Regions from separate parts of the Mus musculus genome. Here region 2 is linked to region 1. Evidence: chromatin contacts called from public HiChIP or PLAC-seq data. All regions are on one chromosome and are shown on one strand. Each heading gives the region's core, a stretch centred on a gene start, on an enhancer-like site or on the middle of the called end of the contact. The rest is flanking DNA. Distances are from core to core; before and after follow the strand shown.

The links. HiChIP or PLAC-seq counts read pairs in DNA pulled down with a chosen protein or histone mark.
Region 2: a FOXA1 HiChIP or PLAC-seq map of pancreatic cancer cells shows a contact between it and region 1. The contact joins two enhancer-like sites.

Annotation. Positions count from the first base shown.
Region 1 is chr11:67,817,615-67,823,396 of GRCm38.p6, reverse strand. Gm40032 (a long non-coding RNA gene) reads left to right here. Exons shown (of 3, transcript XR_879959.2): 3 at 5,422-5,515. Among named protein-coding and RNA genes, the nearest start is that of Dhrs7c, 22 kb to the right of the region's middle. Within about 2 kb of position 3,471, at least 20 of the 459 cell types and tissues checked have an H3K27ac peak or open chromatin away from gene starts, as enhancers often do. A contact at or near this core is called in pancreatic cancer cells, where this site is marked.
Region 2 is chr11:68,454,988-68,460,769 of GRCm38.p6, reverse strand. All of the region lies in intron 1 of Pik3r5 (phosphoinositide-3-kinase regulatory subunit 5), which reads right to left. Among named protein-coding and RNA genes, the nearest start is that of Pik3r5, 26 kb to the right of the region's middle. Within about 2 kb of position 2,444, at least 70 of the 459 cell types and tissues checked have an H3K27ac peak or open chromatin away from gene starts, as enhancers often do. A contact at or near this core is called in pancreatic cancer cells, where this site is marked.

The DNA.
Region 1 (5,782 bases), core at 2,222-4,721:
CTCAATTGAAATGACATGACTTAACCCTTCCCCGCCACACAGTCCTACCACCACAGTGTCCTGAATTTTCTGAAACCATGTGACAAAATAAATCTCTTAAAACACAGAGGAAGGCGGTTACCAAGAGACTACAGGGACTGTGTGAGAGAGCAAGAACGGGAAGCACCCTGGAAAGATTCCCCTCCAAGAATCCAGTGCTTTGTGTATCTTTCTTTTTCAGTAAATTTCCATTTTTTCCCATGAGTGAGTTTGAGCCAATTTTCTGCTATTATACCCCAGTATCTTTATTGACCCACCTTTGATGGTGCTGCCATCCAAAACATCTTTAGTCTTAGTTGGAGTTTCCTTGAAGGCAGAGCTTGGGACAAGGACCAGAAGTGGTGGCTATCAGGATGGTGGCCTGAAGCAAGCAGGCACCTGAGAGTGAGAGAGAAGTAAGAAAAGAAGCCAATCAGGAGCGCTATTAAACCGTGCTCAAACCTGTTGCAGACTCCATGAGAAACTATAGAGTAAGCCTCTGAGGTGTAAAAGGTTGGGGCCCTGCCCACAGATTCCTGGCTTGTCTCCCAGGGACATGAATACTTAGAGTTTTGGACCATACCTGCAATGGCAGAAAGAACTTCCTTGTTCTAGAGAGAGTCCCAGGCAGTAAAGTGGGTACTGGCAAGGTGAGAGGGAATGCAGTTGGCATGTGTGAGAGCCTCAACTGCATCAAACGTTCCCCTTTATCTGGAGAGATGGCTGCTCTTCCAGAGGTCCCTGGTACATTCCCAGCACCCAGATGGCAGCTCAAAATTGTCTATAACTCCAGTTCCAGGAGCTCCAATGTCCCTTCTGGTCTCTGTGGACACTAAGCACGCTCATGGTGCACAGACATATATGCAGGTAAAACACCCCAACACATAAAATAAAATAGTTTTTAAAAGTAAAAAGATAACTTTTAGAAAGGCCTCCTTTATGTCTATAGATCACTGGCTAGTCAAAGAGACTCTCAGCCATAGCTTCCTAAGGGACATTCCTTACCTTTGCACCCCATGGCTTCCCAAGTACTATTGTAGACACACTGGGAAAAGGATGGCTGGCCTGATACTGCAACTAGAAGTCTCAACCACTTCTAGCATATATTATTGCTCTTGGAACTTGAATGATCCATCTGGTCATCTCCATTCAGCAGGCTTTTCAATTGATCAGCTACACAACTTTGCCTAAGCTACCTACCCTCCTTGATGATATATATGTACATACACATAGTGTGTGTATGTGTGTTTCTTGTAACAATAGAACCAATAGGTGATTTGGAGACTTGAGAACGTTGCATGAGGTGATGAAGATTCAAGTCGGGCAGGAAATGAATCTTTAATCTTTCCTATGTGCTCGTTCTTTGGCTCCTCTAGGGAACAACACATGTATAAAAAAGAATTGCTGTGTCTGGAAGGCGAAAGCTATCCATTTCTTTAGGAAAGCATCGTAGTTATAGGGCATGTGTCTTCAAAGCATAAGAGGGTGGGGCACTGCCTGCCAATCTGCCCCCCTGTTGGCAGAGGGATTCCTCCAGGCACGTAGCCTCTCTTGCAATTCTGGCTGCAAAGGCTGAAGAGATACAACAACGGTGTGAGGCTGGCGAAGTGAGTTTGAATGCTCTTGGCATGCATGCGAGCCATCTGCCATTGCTGAAGCTGAGAGTGTGGCTAGTGTAGGAGATGGCTTGCTCTGGGGGAAGGATGCTACACTGCTCTGTTCCTGTTTAGACAGTGCTGTCCCGTAACTCCTGGCCTACAGATGGCATGTGGACCAGGCTTAAGCCATTAGCCATCAGATGGCTGACCAACCCTACTTCTAAGCAGATAGGACATAATAGCCCTGGTGCCACTGCTGTCCTCTTATCCCAACAACGGGACGAGGGTGGCAATGAAGCATGCCACCTGGGTGATAGTGGGGTAGAGGGATATTTGATACACTAAATCTAAATGCTTAAAATAAAACTTTCCTAAAAAAATATTTATTTATTTTATGTACATGAGTAAATTGTAGCTGTCTTCAGACACACCAGAAGAGGGTATCAGATCCCGTTACAGATGGTTGTGAGCCACCATGTAGTTTCTAGGAATTGAACTTAGGACCTCTGGAACAACAGCCAGTGCTCTTAAACACTGAGCCATCTCTCCAGCCCCAAAACAAAACTTTTGAGTTACTTGAGGAAATAAATGTCTAGGTTGGGTTCTTGCTGCCTGTCATGTCCCTCCCTCTGCCCAAGTCACAATTGACTTCCTAAGCATTCACACAGTTGTCTCAGCATGCAGAATGACAGTGACTGCAAGAAGCCATGGACAACCAGGATGGCCCAAGGTCTACTCAGATTGGCTCATGGTATATCTTCAACAACCTTTGATTCACTCCTGTGAGAGATCCTGAGTTAAAGACCATCTTGACTGTAGTCCCAGGCAGAGCTGGCAGTGGGCAGCCTTGACTGGGCATTATACACTTTGCTGGTGCTGACGTCCTGGGAGCCCCTCCTCCTATGCAGATCTGGCTCACCATGCTGTGGGGACAGAGAGGAGACTGCTGGTGCTCTGCTCACTCTCCCCTTCTGGGACCCTAGCCCATGGAATGGTGCTACTCATATTCAGGGTGGGTCTTCCCTAGAGTCTCTAGAGACATCCTCATAGACATTGCCAGAGGTCTGTTTCTGAGGCAATGAGGTAACCTAGGAAATTATAAGGCAGAAACTAGTCAAGCAGTGTGGCTAGAGTTAACAGAAACCGGCAAGGGGCTATGAAACACCCTTGGGGTTAACAACAGCAAGACCCGTTAACCTCCCTGAACTCCAGGGATGAGGGGAGGAGTTGTCTAGCCATAGTATAGCCTAAGGGTACATCTGCTGCCCACCTGTCCAGGCAACCACAGCAACCCGATGGAAGTCTGAGGAAGTTAAGAGCCCTGGCCTCATTTTCTCCTGCCAGGCAATCTCCAGAGGCAGAGCCCCATCAATAGTCAATAGCCAGGGGAGCCCACTGCTGCCATCTCCTGGGGACACTGAGATGCAGCCAACAAAGGATCTGGTAAGGCAAATAGCGACTGTTTGAGCCTGGCCATCGTGAATTTGTGAGGTCCCCTCACAGCCCTGTCCTGGAGCAGGAACCTGGGGGTTTAGGTGGTGCCTCAGTGAGGGTTCTAATCTTCCCAGGGAAGGGCACATGTGCTAAAAATGGTTGGGAATTGTGATAGATTTATCTGTTTCTTTATGCTTTTCTACTTAGTCCACTTTAAAAGATTTTTTTTCTTTTCAATTTTGGGGCAGGAAGCAAAGACAAGAAACTAATCACCTTTGTCTTTCACAGCATGGAGCTGAGAGGTGTTTTAATCTCTTCTGCGTCTTAGAATAACCAGTCTGGGATCTGGGACAGCTACTGCTACCTAGGTCCTTTATACCATCCAGTCACTCTGTGTCCTCGGGGTTAAGTCACTCCAGGCCACCCTCGTTTTCCCCTGAGCAGCACAGCAGCAGCAGCAGCAGCAGGCAGCAGAGCATGGACACCCTCACTTTTCCCATCTGTGACACGGAATGCAAGTCTTTCCAGGGAGCCTAGCAGAGAGGAGACCTTCATGGGATCCTTCTTACGATTGTACAAGACATTGTGAATACGGTGCATGGACTCTTGCTGCTTTGTGGAATTTCTAGGAAGGTGTTGGCAAAATGTGTTTGGAGCAACAGTGCCACTTGGTGGTCACCACTCTTATTGCATAGCATATCTGTTTCCACCCCCCCCTCTTTGTTTCTACCTTGTTAACATTTCATTTATTTGTTTCATTCTGTGTATCAATATAAAGGTTGGAGACTTTCATTTACTATGCTAGTGAGATGCCCCACCATGGCAGGGTGGCAGAGTGACATCCCAGAGCCACACGTTGCATCCTGAGGGAGACGGCAAATTTGACTTATGGGTTGCTTGGGATATCCACCTATCATTTCTATTAGGTCCACCCCCCCCCCCAAGGCTCTGGGATCCCTCAATTTAAGAAAACCCTTGGCCAGCTAGCAGGGGATGGTAGAGCAAACTCACATACACAGAAGGGTCCTTTTTCCTTAGAGCTGATCTCCCTGGCTTGTTTTAGTGGAATCCTAGTGGCCTTTCCCTACTCCAGAGTCCTTGCTTTGCCAGAATGCAACCCTCAGTGACCACATGCATGCTTCTAGTGACAGCCTTTCCTTCCTCAGTCACCCAAAGGCTGGGCCTTTGTCCCCATTACAGCAGGTCCTAGTTGACTCCTCACTCAGGCTTGCAAGATAACAAAAGCAGGACAGACACCTGGCATCTATGCCTTGCTTTCACATCCATCTCCTTTGTTTGAAAACTTCGGGTCAGACTTCGGGTTAACTCAGTGTGCAGGCATGTCAGTCCCTCAAGGAATGTCCATATAAAAACTGGTGACACCTAACCAGTCTCACCCCTCTTCAAGACAGAAGGCACAGATGTTAGTTTACCCAGCAGTCAGCTCTCATAATGTCCTATTCCAGACCCTAAATGGTATTCACAGGTCTCTCTCAACATTGGCCAAACTTGCAAGTCACCATGGATCACAGGAAGAGTAGAGCCTTATGGGTAAGACACCTTATCATGAGATTACCCTCAAGCAGGAACTTTATGGGAGCTGGCATGTCCCCTTAAGCAAGAAAGGCTTCTTTCACCCGCCCCCCCCCCCAGAAACAGAACAGATACAATGATCAACCAGACACACCTAGCCAGGACTCTTTAGTTATGCAAACCTCTGCCCTTCTGCTTCACTCACCCTCAGTTTAAATCTAAAGCGCACATCGATATCCTAAAGCTAGATGGATGTGGGTTTACCAACCATTGTTCTGTTCTTCATACCACAACCACCTTGTAGTACCTCCTTTCTCCGTCCTTCACTGCTCCTCACTTTGATTCGATTTGATCAGGTGACAGCATCGTCTGTTGGGACTCTCTTGCCATAATAACACACTGTTGGCCTGGAGTTTACAAAGCAGAGCCTGTAAGGGAACAGGTAGGGACTCTGGCCAAGCTCTGAATAGGCCCCGAGGCTCTGTCTCTGTCTCTGTCTCTGTCTCTGTCTCTGTCTCTATCTCTGTCTCTGATCCTCCCTGTCCTCATGCTGCCACACTCATATTCTGACTGCCACTGCTGTGGCCTCTCCCCAACCTCCCACAGTGCTTTTGACAATCAAACCCACAAAAATAAAGTTAACTTGCTGATACGTTCCTAAATTCAAACCCCACATTATCCCTTCTGTGAGGCTGGAGGACTTGACCATCCCAGGTTTTGGGACTCCTGGGTGATCACAAAAGGTTAGATAGCTTATTGCTTTTTAAAGACCTATTTTAATTTTATTTTATTATGTGGCTATTCCTGTCTGCATGTTGGTATGTGTATGTGAGTGCAGGTGCCTGTAGAGCCAGAGGAGTCAGACCCTACAGAGCTGGAGTTACAGGCTCTTGTGAGCTGCCCAGCATGAGTCCTGGGAATCAAGTCCTTTGCAAGAGTGGTAAGCATTCTTGACTCTCTCTCTCTATCCCACATTTTTTACTTTTTAAAAGATTTATTTTATTTTCTGTGTATGAGTGAGTCTTAGTCAGGGTTTCTATTCCTGGACAAAACATCATGACCAAGAAGCGAGTTGGGGAGGAAAGGGTTTCTTTCGGCTTACACTTCCATACTGCTGTTCATCACCAAGGAAGTCAGGACTAGAACTCAAGCAGGTCAGGAAGCAGGAGATGATGCAGAGGCCATGGAGGGATGTTCTT
Region 2 (5,782 bases), core at 1,195-3,694, 640 kb before region 1:
GAGAACTAAAATAAATAAATAAAAATTCATTCAGGCATTGTGGCACACACCTTTAATTCCAGCACTTGAGACAAAAAAAGCAGACAGAGCTCTGTGAGTTCTAGGACAGCTCAGGGCTACATAGAGAGATCCTGTATCAAAAAACCAAACAAAAACCCCTCAATGTGTAGACTCAACAACAGAATAGAGGACAGAGCAGGAAAAAACACAAGTTTGAACTTTGATAATATTATCACCTATTGATAACGACAGAGACAAGGATAGAGTGACAAGGAGTCTGATGGACTTAGCAAAAGATCTGATTTTTGTATCCATGGACCCAGTAGAAAGCAAGGAAGAGGAGAGGTGTGGGGAGCACTAAGAAGTGGGAAGAGGAGAGGTGTGGGGAGCACTAAGAAGGGGGCAGGCTGGAGAGATGGCTTATACAACTCTTGCTGCCCTCACAGAGGACCTGGGTTAGGTTCCTAGCACCCACATCAGGTGATTCATAACTCAACTCCAGTTTCAGGGAATTGATGCCTTCTTTTGTCCTCCGAACACCAGGCACACATACAGTGCACCTACATTACATGCAGGAGAACACACATGTAAAATAAAGTGAATAATTTAAAAGTTGACAAGACTGAGTTTATAATTTTTTTCAACTTCTAGTCTTTGAAAGAGATTATAAAGTAAGCTAAAAACAAGCCAGAAACTAGAAGACACCATTACACACACATATACATACCACATACCACACACCACATACCACAGAGAGAGAGAGAGAGAGACAGAGAGACAGAGAGACAGAGAGACAGAGAGACAGAGACAGAGAGAGAGAGACAGAGACAGAGAGACAGAGACAGAGAGAGACAGAGAGACAGAGAAAAGAGAGAGAAAATGATTCCTATCCCAGAAGTGAACAAATGCTTAGTAAAAGATATACAAGCGGGCAATAAACACATTAAAATATTGTCGGAATAGTTAGTCATCAGAAAATGCAGATTTAAAACCACAATGAAGCAATCTGACACTAGAATAACAATACCAAGTTGATGAGGATACAGAACAATCACACATTGTTTATGGGGTTGTGAAACGGTACAAAGTTGAAAAACACAGTTTGGCAATTTCACAAAATTAAACAATCGCCTAGCCTTTGACCTAATTAGTGTGTTCCTCCCCACAAAAGAAGTGAAACCTTATGTTGACAAGAGACTTGTGCAATACTTGTTCATAGAAAGTTTGATTCAAAATTATCTCCCACCCGCACCACCCTGATCTATCAACAGAAGGATGATTGCTGGTACATAATGTATTATTATGATACAATGTATCATTACTGAGCCTACAGAGAAGAGGGGGTTATGAATACATGTAATGACATGGATGCAACCCCAAAACATGGTGTGTGAAGAAATAAAATAACGGCAGGTGCTTTTTTGACTCCACTTGCAAGAAGTTTTAAAACAGACGAAATGAATGAGTGGAGAAATAAATCAAGAGGGCGGTCACCTGCAAGCTAACAGAGAATGTGTTCTAGGAATGGGCATAAGGGAATGTTTACAGGCTGACGCTTCAAACCCCAGGGAATCCCCAAACCAGCAGAACTGTATAGGAATCAAGGGATTGCTCCCTGCCCCCTTACATTTTTTCTTGTGCTTTTTACTCCCCTGGGACACAGTTCAATCTCTGACACAGTTCACGAGACCCCAGGAGATCCAGCCCCTTCCCTCCAGGCTGGTACCAAACTCCTGACATCACCATGCAATTTGCACTCTTCTGTCTTGAACTCTTCTCGTTAATACCCTCATTTAGTTGTCATGTTTATTTTTGTATCTGGGTGTTTTGTCTGCATATGTGTCTCTGGACCACTTGTGCCTGGTGCCAGAGGAGGCCAGAAGAGGGCATCACATCTCTCGGAGATGGAGTTACAGATGGTTGTGAGCTGTCATGTGGGTCCTTAGAACTGAACCAAAGTCCTCCAAAAGGGTGGCCAGAGCTCCCAGCTGCTGAATCATCTCTCAGCCATATCTTTTTTAAAAATACATTTGTGTGTGTGTGTGTGTGTGCATCTACCACCGTGCATGTGAGATCAGAGGACAACTAACAACAGTCACTTCTCTCCCTGCACCATGTGAGTTCCCGGGTTGAACTTGGGGTCTCAGGTTTGGTGACAAGTGTCACTTCCCACTCAGCTACCCTACTGACTCTTTCAGCTTATTGTTTTAAGGTAGGTCTTTTGACCCCCCGGCTGGTTACAAGGCCATTATCCACATTATCCACAGCCTCTCTGCTTCCCCAGCGACTACATTACAATTGTCTGGTTCCATTTCTGGCCACGGGAGCCTGTCGACCGTGTTAATGGTTCTGATTCCATGACTGGGCATGGGGCCTGGACTGAGTCTCCTTGAACAATAAGCATACAAACCAAAGCTCCACCCCAATATGTCCCCGAGAGTATATGAGCAATAGGGGATATTCCTCAGGCCTGAGGGGAAATCACATCGACTACAACACCCCGGTGACTCAGTCTGCAGAGATGTTGATTAAGTCAATTCTGGACACCCACAGTGAGGGCACGATGCCTGGAAGACCAGCTTCCTCCTTTTTTTCCCTCAGCTAAAGGCCAAAGAAAAAGGTTCAGGTCAGAACCCAAACTTCCTAAGAGCCACCCTAAAGACCAGAACATGAAAACAGAACCTATTCTTGGCTCTCTCCCTTTGCCTCCTCCCCACACTAAGAGAGCAACCACCATGTTGAGAATTAGTGGACAACGCTAAACTTCCCGATGCCCCTGCCAGGATGGGTTCCCGTGGGATTCCAGTTGATATCTTTTTTAATTCTTTATTTTTTCCTTTTGTAAAAAAATAAACAATTCTTTTAAAGATCTCTTTAAAGATTTCGTTTTTATTTGTATGAGTGGTTGCTTGCATTGTATATATGAACACCAACCTCTACTAACCTCAATGGCTTCATTAGGAAGGTGGTATCTTTCTTCAGACAGATTCTGACAGAATCCCAGACCAGACCTGGTGCCACACCGACCCTGGATCCCCTTCCTGCTGGCCACACGGGCCTCTGTGACCTTTTCTGGGAAAACCTGCCATGAGTGCCTTCCTAGCCAAGACCACCTACACCTGGTTTGAGCCAGCTAGTCAGATGGTGAAATGTGACCCTCGCTGTGTTAAACACACAGTCTGTTGCCTGTCATATCATAAGTAGTTTATCCACAAATGTGTCAATGCTGCCATCACCACCACTGAGACCAAGCTCTACCTCTAGTTAATGGATGGGTACCCCACGAGCTGTAAGATTGGTACTACCAGTTTCCCACTGTAGTATTTGATGGAGATCTGGCAAAGTTAGGGCAAGCAGTGGGTAATGAATACCACCACTGCCATCGCTGACAACTGGGTGCCTGGACCACAAGTTTGACCTGACATGAAGTTTGGTAACTGGTATGTGGCTATGATAACTGTCACTAACCAGATTGAATTCTAAGTAGCCACAACCCAGAATCTTCTAAAAGAGAGACTCAACTGAGGGACTGCCTAGATTAGGTTGGCCTCAAGGCATGTCCTTGGGGGTTTTGAGCTAGATAAGACAGGAGAGAACTAGATGAGACCGAGGAGATGGACTGTAATCTGGAATTATGAGCCAGTTCTTCCCTAAGTTTCTTTTGGTCAGTGTATTTTGGCACAGACAGAAACAGAGATGGAGCTAGGACAGCTAGGATAGGAGGAGGAGACTTTTCTGAGTCCATAAAGACTCAGATGCCCTAGAGAAAGATGGAGAGGGTGTTTGTTGGTGGATTCTGTTGAAAGACAGCATTCTTTTCGGCCTGCAGTATCCCACTCCCAGAGGCTGCTTCAATGGCCCATGGAAGACTTGAGCTGTGGCTACAGCTCCTTTTCCTCTGTACCTCTGTAATCGTGCCTCAAAATAAATGCCCTATAAAACAAGATAAACACTCACGAACAGATCCAAAGTCATCTGGATTTGCTTCTGTGTTAGCTAGAATTTTTATTCTCTATGTTGCTTTGACTTTACTTTTAGGGTTATGATTCAGTTAGAATCATTTTTGCATAATTCTTTATCTGGTGTATGTGTGTGTGAGAGGCGGGGAGAGAGATGGGAGACAGAGGGACAGAGGGAAAGAGGGACAGAGAGAAGCAAGCTGTGTGTGTGCAAGTACCTCAGAGGCCAGAGGAGGGGGTCAGACTCCCCAGAGCTGGAGTTACAGACTGTCCTGAACATCCTGGCGTGGGTGCTGGGAACTGAACTTGGGTCCTCTGGAAAAGCATCAAGTGCTCTTGACCACTGAGTCCTCTCTCCAACCCCTAATAATTTTTTCCATGTGAAATGTTTGTGTATGCTACATATCTGTAGCATCATTTGTTGAAAAGACTTCCTGTCTCCACTCTATTGCCTTGTTTCCATTGTCAGGGATGAGTTGATTGCATACTTGTGTGGATCTGATTCTGGGCTCTCTCTTCTGCTCTTCTGACCCATTTGTCCATTTCTCCTCAATATGCCATAGCACAATGCTGTGCCCTGAAGTCCCCAGCGGCAGCCCTCTGACTTTGATCTCCCTCAATACTGTGTTCTCTACTTTAGGTCCCTTTCCTTTCCATGTAAACTTTAGAATAAATTGGTCCGTAGCTGCAAAGTAGCTTCATATGTTTGTTTGGATTGCACTGATGGCACAAATCAATGGACGCCCTAACCATAGTGAGGTCTCCGATCCATGGGCCTGCAGTACTTCTCCATTTGTTTATATTTTCTCAGATTTCTTTCACTGGTTTCATTGGGGTTTCCACTTACAGCTCTTGATCCACTAAGTATTCCATTACAGATTAGATTCTACATAACTACTTCATCTCTGATGTCCAGGGAGATGGTACCAAGGTTTTCTTTAACTTCAAATTCTAACACTCATTACTGATCTATATAGAGATGCAAATGACTTTTATAGATCATCAGTCCTCCAACCTTGCTATAACTATCTGTTTGGTCAAGACATTTTGATATTGCTATTTATTCTTTATGATCCATATAGACAATACTCTCATCTACAAATGATACCAGTGCCGTGACTTCCTTCCCTTCCTCTAGATGCCACGTTTCCTTTTCATGGTTTTTGCATTAGCTAAGACTTCTAGTATGAACTTGAGTAAGAGTGGAGAGCAAGCATCTTTAAGCTTGTCCCTGACCTATCTAGTTTCTTCGCGTTAAGCATGATGCTAGGTTCTTTGTAATCATGATTTCCCTGGTTGAAGACATGACTCTCAAGTCCTAGTGTGCTGTGAAGTTTTGCTATGCCTGGGTGTGAGACTTGGTCAAAAAATATTTTTCCAAATGTATTGATATGATTATGATTTTTCTTTGTTGGCCTGTGGAAGCCATGGGCTGCACCAGTTGACTTTCAAATGCTGACTAAGCAGCATGCGTCTGAAATCAACCCCTCGTGGTCTACAGTGTCTCTGGCTGTGGTGAGAGTTCTTTTATGCACTGTTGGATTAAGATTGCTCTCCAACTGTTGAAGATTGATGGGCATGGAGAATATGATCTATAGCTGCAGATCCTATTTATCTCTTTTTAAGACAGCCAGGTAGCCAAGATTGATCTTGAACTCCTAATCCTCCTGCCTCTAGAGCCTGAGTGCTGGAATTACAGGCCTGTGGTACCACATTCACATCATGCGATGCTGGGGACTAAACCCAGGTCTTCTTACACCCTGGGAAAGCACTGTACCAACTAAGTCAACCTCCCCAGGCCATGACTGCTTTTCTATTTATCA